3 separate regions of the Gossypium hirsutum genome follow, and regions 2 and 3 are each linked to region 1. The links are chromatin contacts, called in public Hi-C maps. All regions are on one chromosome and are shown on one strand. The core of a region is the stretch at or near the end of the contact, and the rest is flanking DNA. Distances in the headings are between cores, read along the strand shown.

Region 1 (2,891 bases), core at 257-2,756:
GGTGCATATACATATATCAAAAAGAACTGCATATGATATGTAAAATGCAATGTGAGACATTGATTAACATAGTTCATTGAATAAACTCAAAAGGTTGTTTTAAGCTTTTTAACAGAAAACTAGCGACTTCTGAAGCAAGAAAAGAGATCCATAGCCCCTTTCACCCTCTTCAAATGTCAATAATTTAATAGTTGACATATTGCACAGTTGAGCAAATTATATGTCTAGTAAAACTGATAAAAGCCAACTTGGTAACCAGATTACCCTTTCATTTCAGAACAAAAAGAAAAATGGTTGCTGAACCTGGATTAATTATTTAGGTTAATAGCAAAGCACCTAGAGCCACAAGAAAGAAATCTAAACACAGGTTTGAGGGTGGTGGTAGTAGCATGTAACTAACCCATTCTTCACCCAATTGAAATTTATAAGAACTTCGTATTAATTTCCAAAGCAAGCCAACTACTAGAGTATTTAAATTTAAAAATAAATACTAAATTCTATGTTAATGGTAAGCTACAAAAGTTGACAAGCAACGCCGTGACGTTTTCATTACACTGAAAATTTGAAATTAGCTCATATGGAATACTTTATCTCCACATAGTTTCAAGTTATAAAAGGTTTAGTTAGTCAGGGCATCTCTAGTTTTGCTACTAAAATTTGCTTTAAACACTAAAAGCGAGAACCTTCACACATGCTTCTTCGTTTTATCTAACCGGATAATATTCTACAAGTAGCAAACGCCAAAACCACATACTCAAATTACATTTTTTTTTCATAATTTTCTTCTAATTTTTCTCCGCAGAATCGTCAAATTTAAATGAATTCCCAATAAAATTGAAAAATAAACATAGAGGACAGTGTCCGAACAAATTACTAATTACATAAAGAAAAAAAGGATTAGGGGGAAACCATCATAATTCATCATTTAAGAAAAACTTCAAGTAAGAAAAACAAGAAACATAAAAAGAAACAATAAATACCTCAAACATGGACTCGGGCAAAGTCGCCGAGGAACATTTATCAGATCAAGAGAAAAAGCAAAGCAAAATAAAAATAAAAATTCAAGCTCCTCTCCTCCCCTGATAAATTCGGTCCTGACGCTTCAATGCAAGTAAAAGAAAACCTACGAAAAAATATTTTTTTAAAAAATCAAACAAAAAACAAAAACCGCGCAAAATTTTGAAAGAAATAAAAAATAAAAGAAGGGGAAAAGGTGGAGAAATTGACCAGTGAAATAAAAGAGAGCGAATTGAAGAGGGAGTGAAGCGGGGTAGAATGTGTAAGATCTTATGAAGTTGGAGAGCTTTCAGGAGCAGGCAATGGAAGCAATTAAGTCCCTACTTTTTTAGGGTTTGAAAAGGGTCGAACCACCAACACTACACGAGTTTTTTCCTTTCTTTTCCTGTCCAAGGCCTCGGATCCGTAGCTTCTCCGGCTTATTTATTTACTTACTATTTTTATTATTTTTTGGAGTCACAGAGTCAAAAACCGTCGTAGTGGGAGTTTTAGCTCGTATTTTCTTTCCCGATGCACCGGTTTAATATGTATAAAATTATTAGTACATTTAAAATTTTGATAAAATAATTAATCAGTAATTAGAATCATATGAAATAAACTTGAAGATTTAAATTCAAACATAAATAAAAAAAATATATAGACAAACATAAATAAATTCAAATAAATAAAATAGGAAGTATCAAATTAAATTAATAAGGATTAAATTGAAATGAATGGAGGACTGAATCGTAAGACTATCAAATTATGGAAAGCCTAAACAAAATTAACTTATCACCTAAAACATATATACTTAAGGTAACTAAACTATGGCATAATGACTTATTTGGTCCTCTAACTTTTAAAAAGAAGTCATTTTAGCCTCTTTTGGCCATTAAACTTGTGATATTTGTCAAATCACTCTAAAATTGATGAAAATGTTTACATTTGTTAACCTTACAGACCAGGCATACACGAGGATTGCCACATGTATGTTATGTTAGCAATTAATTAATTTTAAAATATAAAAATTAAAAAAATATTAAAAAGTATAGAATTATAAAAAATTATTTTTCAAATTATTAAAAAACTTATTAATTGCTTATGTGACATATACATTAACTTTTATGCAGATGTCACATTAGCAAAGTTAAGAGACATTAACTTTTTCATCCATTTTGGGATGATTCAACAAACAATGCAAGTTTAAGGGTTAAAAGCAGCAAAAAATTAAATGGAAGGCTAAAATGATTTTTTTGTAAAGTTGGAGGGCCAAATAAGTCATTATGCCCTAAACTATTAGTAAATTTACATTTTGATCACTCATGTTCAAAAAGCTAAAAAATGGTCATTGAATTATTCAAAATCAAAAGTTTTCATTTAAGTCACTAGGATGTTAAAATTGGTGTTGTATGGCCTTTTCTGTTCACACCGCATTTACCAATTGAAAGTTTTCCCTTCCCTTCTCTCTACAATTTAGTTTTTTTCATGAAACAACTTTAAACGTCAGGAATCTACAAACCAAAATCCAAATAGCTTTTTTCTTCGATCTTAAACACTGGCCATCAGATTGACTTAGATCATCAATATGTTTTCTAACTCATCAATGGGTGCTAATCCACAGTACCAATAGTCAAACTGTCACTTAGAGCTTGCTAGTCAGACTTTAAAAAAACAAGTTAACAATTCAGTGACTTAACTAATTTTTTTTGAATAGTTTAGTGACCATATAACCTTTTGAATTTAAATGATCAAAATGTAAACTTACTAATAGTTTTACCCAAAAATATTCTCACCCATGTGATTGGTTAGATTATGGTGCAAACTTCCCACCCTTTCTAGTGTAAATTATTATATTATTTAATTTTAAATTCATTTAATAATATTTCATTTAGTTA
Region 2 (2,891 bases), core at 290-2,789, 930 kb before region 1:
AGCAGTGGAAATGTAAAAAAAGAGCGCAGAAGAAACCAGAAGAACTAAAGCCGTGACTGAGTGAACCGCAGACTTACTCCCACAAGACAACATCCCCAATCGGATCTCGATCACATTCACCATCGAAAGCATCAAAAACAAGCACCCCATAACCGACCCCACCGCCGACCCCATCATCCCTAACCTCAGAACTTTAAGGTTAATGTGGGCCCTGATAGCTTCGTCCACATCTTTGCTGTTCAACAAGTTGATGGCAAGCTTCAAACCCTGAGCTACCAGGGACGAGAATAGGAAGAAGCTGAAGGAGACTACCTCGAAAACCAAGAGCTTTTTCGCAACGTCGATGCCGGCGTCGCAGGGGGCTCGATTCTCGAGGCTATGTTGGCCTGGCGTGGTTAAAGAAAGGCCCACGAAGACGGCGATGGTGAAGAGGGAGTTGACGTTTACCAGGCCGTCCAAGGCCGTGACGTGAACGCTTGTTGTGGATGAAGAAGAAGACGATGTGGAAGTCAGTCTTCTTGGGTCCTGCTCAGATCTGAGAAACAGATGAATTTACAGTGTGAAAGTGAGATTTTGAAAGAAATAAAAGAGAAGAAAACAATTTCAATGAAAATGAAATTAAGGGAGGAAAAAGGAAACGACTTTACTCATCCATTATTGAGTCTTTGAAAATCGGGATCTTGTTGCTGCTTGAAGGGTTTATGTTCCCTGGAAAAGGAGAGGTAAGGTAGCGCTTTCCTTTTAATCTTTTAGATTTTTATTTTATTTTTCTAATTTGTTGGACTTCCTGATAGTCGATGAAGGGAATTGATAAAGTAAGTTTTAAACAATGGCTAAATCATTGTGTTTTTATTAAAATAAAAAAATAAAAATCAATGTCTCTCAAGATACATAGGTTAGGACATGAATATAAAGTGGAATAACATTGAACCATCGTTGGATAACATGAGCGAATGACAGACAACTAATGCTTTCTTCTTTAGGTGTTGAACAAATACGACCTTAATTTGTATTTTCAACTGCCCTTTCTCTCTTTCCTCTCACCTCTCTCTTGATTTGGTAAGTCCTTTTTCCTCTTGCCTTCTTTGTCTTTCGGAAAAATAACTTCGAGATCTCCCCTCTCCTCCTCAAGCTTTTGGCTGCTAGAATGGTGGTGGTGGACCACCACATGATTTTTTCAAGTCTCTCTTGGAGATGGCTTATCTCCTTTTCTCTAGACGGGGCTCCTGGGCTCTCGATTTCTTCCTCTTCGACAAGGTTCTTACGTTTGGTAGAGCACCGTGTCCCGAAGGCTTCGGATCTCCTTAAGTCGGTGACTCCCAACAATGTCCACGGTGGTGACGCTGATTGTCGCACTCCGAAAATTTTGATATAATATTTGACATAATTCTGAGTTTGAATATCAAGAAAATTTTAAGAACAAGTTATGGAACAAATCAGATAAAAAAATTTATGAAAGAAATTTTATATTTGAGAATGAATACGTGAAAGCAGTTGTCAAGGTGAGTTATTATTTATTGATTGACTAAAAGGCTAAGTTGAAATATGCATTGCAAATAGATTTTGGGATTAAATTGAAAATTTTTAATAATATAAAGATTAAATTATAATTTTCTTATTTTTCTTAAAAAACTAATTTTCACAACTCATTAAATTGTATTAAAATTAAATTTGTTCTAATTGCCAAAATTTAAGAAGAAATAATGAAAAGAGTAAAATAATAATTTTTCCATAAAAAGATAATTTAATCAATTTTCAAAATTATTATAATTAAAATAATATTTAAATATGATATTTGATATTTAAAATTATTTTACATCGTTGAAATTTTGTATTAAAAAATCAGACCACAATTTGATAAAATTAGACTTGGATAAATTGGGTTTGGATCTTAGGCCCATTTGATGGTCCTTTTTAATAGGAAAAGAACCTTCATCAGCACTCATTTCCCCCTTCACCAGCCAACACCAGCCTCCACAGCTCTTCTTCTTCCACCTTTCCATTTTCTCTTAAAAGTTTCACCTCCCACCTTTAGATACTGTTTTCCATGGAAACAACCTTCTAAGCTCATGTATTCCATCACTTTAATTAATTTTAGGCTGCCTTTGGATTCCACCGCACCTGCGTTCCGGTGAGATTTGCTCGGTTAATCGTGCAATCGCAGCTCTCCCCGTTGTTTGGATAACAATGGTGCAAAAATCTCATCACAACGCAGTTCATTTTTCCCACTGCTACTTTAAGGGCTAGTGGAGATTTAAAACTGCGTTTAACAATTCAATTTTCATTCTTACCCTTTCCTTTTCTTTTCTTTTAATCAACGCTCTTTCCTATTTTTTTATACGATTAGATTATCATTTTCTTTTTTAAAATTTGACAATAAAATAAATAATTTTATATGAATAAATATATAATTAAAAACCTAATTTCTAGTAATAATGAAACTTGTTATGTCTTATGTTATTATATTTTTTAATTAAAAATTATCATTTTAGATACTTCAAAATTTGATCCAAGTATAATGTTACTATTTGTGAAAATAATATTTATCATTGTTATAAAAAAATATTTAATATAAAAAATTAAAAATAATTATCATTTTATCTAATAAATAATTTAAATTAATTATATAATTCATTAAAATATTGGAAGATACATTTTAATATTTTATTAAATTAATTTATAAATTCATATATTTTAATAATTTTAAAAAAGTAAAATAATTTAAAAAAACTTCTATTATATATCAATTCTAATCTAATGTCCTTAATAGTAATTTTTTATTCTTACCTCACCGCTACAGCTACATTTGAATCCAAACACACACTCCACCATTGTTTCTAATCTCACCGCTACAGTACCCAATCTCACCGCTACAGTAACTAATCTCACCG
Region 3 (2,891 bases), core at 250-2,749, 640 kb before region 1:
TGAAAAGTGCTCTGAAAAAGTGCTTTTGATAAGTGCTTTTGAAAAGTTTGGTTGGCCTTGTTCTTCATTGCTTTTGGGATGAACTTTTTCCTAAAAAAGTTCTTTTATCTCAAAAGCAATGAAGAACAACTATTTGTTTGACAACTTTTTTAACTTAATTTAAGGCCTTTTTTACAGATGAAAAAGCCATTTATTTTAGCTTTTCCAAGCTTGAAGTTCATTTGGGTTGGTATTTTACCGTTTTAACCTATCTCCTTCACGGTAGAACTTTTCCAATTCTTTGTCTGAAATTGTTCTCTGTATCTTCTCTTCTCCACTGGTACTCTATCTTTTTCTTCTCTTCTTTTTCTAATTTTTCATTATGCTTTAGTTTTTATTTTCTGATTGTTTGATTTTATGAAATAATTATGAAATATACTCTAATATTTTATCGTTTTAATATTTTAATATAATTTATATATTCGAATTAAATTTAATAAATAATTAATATTAATTACTTAGAAATATTTAAAATTAATAGTATATATTAATTTTTTAACAATAAGTTATAATAAATTATTTTATATTATTGCTAAAATATCATAATTTTAACTAATTTAAACATTATTTAAATACATATTTGCTACTTTATAATATCATGTTTAAAATGGACATTTTATTCCCGAAAAACACTTTTTAACAGCAATACCAAACACCTAAAATTTTCAAAAGCACTTCTCAAAAACACTTTTCCACAACACTTTTTAAAAGCACTTTTCAAAAGTATTACCAAACACACCCTTAAAATTTGAGTGTTTAGCATTGCTGTTAAAAAGTGCTTTTAAGAAATAAAATGTCAATTTTAGACATGTTATTATAAAGTAACAAATATGCATTTAAATAATATTTAAATTAGTTAATATTATTATATTTTAGTAAGAATATAAAAAAATTATTATAACTTCTTGTTAATATTTTAATATATAAAATATAAATTTTAAATATTTTTAAGAAATAAATATTAATTATTTATAAAATTTAATTAGAATATATCAATTATATTTTAAATATTTAAATATAACTATTAAATATTTGTAATTAATATTTTAAAAAATATTTTTTTATTTTTAACTAATGAGTTTAACACATTTGTAATTAAGTACCAAGAAAAAAAAAGAAAAAGTACAATGTTATTGGAGGGGTGAAAAAGTAATTAAGCATTAAAAGTGCTTTTGGGAGAGAAAAAACTAAAAATTTTAACTTCTCCTTTTCAGAAGTACTTTTCAAAAGCACTCCTAAAAAGTTAAAAATTTCAGCCAAAAGCAACTTGTTCTGTACAGCTTTTCTTCTAGAAATACTTTTAGAGCCAGAAGTACTTTTGAAAAACAATGCAGAACTGGCACTTAGTAATTTTGTTACAAACTTAATCTTACATATTTTTTAAACAAATGTCTTCTATGAGTAAATAATTTTTACAAACCAAACATTAAAATAACTTTTTAGCTAATTAAATCCGGAAGTTTTATGGTATTAAACAGGGTAAAGTAAAATAAATACAACACAAATTTTATGTAAAGAAATTAAGTATAATCCATTAGAAAAGTGTGTTCCTAGCTTTTTCGATCTCAAACTATATTCTGAAGATGTGATATCAGCTTAAATAAAATAGAACTAATGTAATCCGTCAGCAACATTTCGAGTATTGGATAAGGGATAAGATTCCACAGATTGATGCATCCAATCACAAATCTGCAAAATTAACACCTCAGCCACCTCAACCACACATTCTTGCATCCGATAATGGGAAAATCTCTTTCTCTCACTCTATTTTGGCTTCGTATTATTTGTACATATTTCTATTTCCCACTCTCTTTTTTGCTTTCAGTTAACAACAAAATCCGTAAATGGCTACCACTGCTTCTCCAATGGCGACTCAGCTGAAGAGCAGCTTTAGGTCGTCTGTTACAAGAGGACTGGTAGTCCCCAGGGGCATTTCGGGATCCCCGTTTAAAGTATCTTCCGGAAAGACCAGGACCCCTTGCTTCACTGTCAAAGCTGTTCAATCCGACAAGGTAAGCTAGCTATGTCTGTCTGGTCACTGTTAGCTTAGCTAGGCTCGTCACTGCACTAAGTTTTTTTATCACCCCCCCTCTTCCGTCTCCTTTTGCAGTCAACATTTCAAGTAATCCAACCCATCAACGGCGACCCCTTCATTGGAAGCCTGGAGACTCCAATCACCTCAAGCCCCTTAATTGCATGGTACCTTTCCAACCTCCCAGCCTATAGGACGGCAGTGAACCCACTTCTGAGGGGAATCGAAGTGGGTCTGGCTCACGGCTTCCTCCTGGTTGGTCCATTCGTAAAGGCCGGCCCTCTAAGGAACACTGCGGTGGCGGGTCAAGCTGGGTCCTTAGCCGCTGCCGGTTTGGTTGTGATCCTCAGCATTTGCTTGACGATGTATGGTGTTGCGTCGTTCAAAGAAGGTGAGCCATCGATAGCACCGAGCCTAACCCTGACTGGGAGGAAGAAAGAGCCAGACCAGTTGCAAACGGCGGATGGATGGGCTAAGTTCACTGGAGGGTTCTTCTTTGGTGGAATCTCTGGTGTCACTTGGGCTTACTTCCTCCTGTATGTCCTTGACCTTCCTTACTACTTTAAGTAGATCATCATTTGATCTATGTTTTACCTGGTCCCTTTTTTAATGTAAATCTTTGTATTCAGGATGATCCTTTGGGAACGAATATCAATTATATCAAGTGATTGTCACTCTAATTTAAGTTATTTATTGAAAGAGATATTTCACTCGCTTTACCACAATCAATAGCCAAATTGCCGCACTAGGCGTTTTGAGCTTTAACTGTTATTAAAAGCGGCTCAAATCAGATCAATTATTACTGTGCTCGTTCGAGGCA

What was found. A called contact is a pair of places that touch in the nucleus more often than the background predicts.
Region 2: a contact with region 1 is called in a Hi-C map of leaf, with 2.8 times the contacts expected there. The contact joins the promoter of LOC107952761 here to the promoter of LOC107938170 in region 1. A contact is called at or near these places in 8 of 34 Hi-C or Micro-C datasets (callus, fibers and leaf).
Region 3: a Hi-C map of leaf shows a contact between it and region 1, with 2.4 times the contacts expected there. The contact joins the promoter of LOC107895184 here to the promoter of LOC107938170 in region 1. A contact is called at or near these places in 2 of 34 Hi-C or Micro-C datasets (both in leaf).

What each region holds. Positions count from the first base shown.
Region 1 is chrA07:51,531,646-51,534,536 of Gossypium_hirsutum_v2.1, forward strand. It overlaps LOC107938170 (mediator of RNA polymerase II transcription subunit 19a), which reads right to left and starts at 1,507. Exons shown (of 7, transcript XM_041116912.1): 1 at 1,228-1,507; 2 at 981-1,123.
Region 2 is chrA07:50,606,146-50,609,036 of Gossypium_hirsutum_v2.1, forward strand. LOC107952761 reads right to left here and starts at 1,540. Exons shown (of 4, transcript XM_016887927.2): 1 at 648-1,540; 2 at 78-535. The coding sequence starts at 655.
Region 3 is chrA07:50,893,355-50,896,245 of Gossypium_hirsutum_v2.1, forward strand. It overlaps LOC107895184 (photosystem I reaction center subunit XI, chloroplastic), which reads left to right and starts at 1,500. Exons shown (of 2, transcript XM_016820443.2): 1 at 1,500-2,051; 2 at 2,150-2,735. The coding sequence starts at 1,884. The coding sequence ends at 2,641.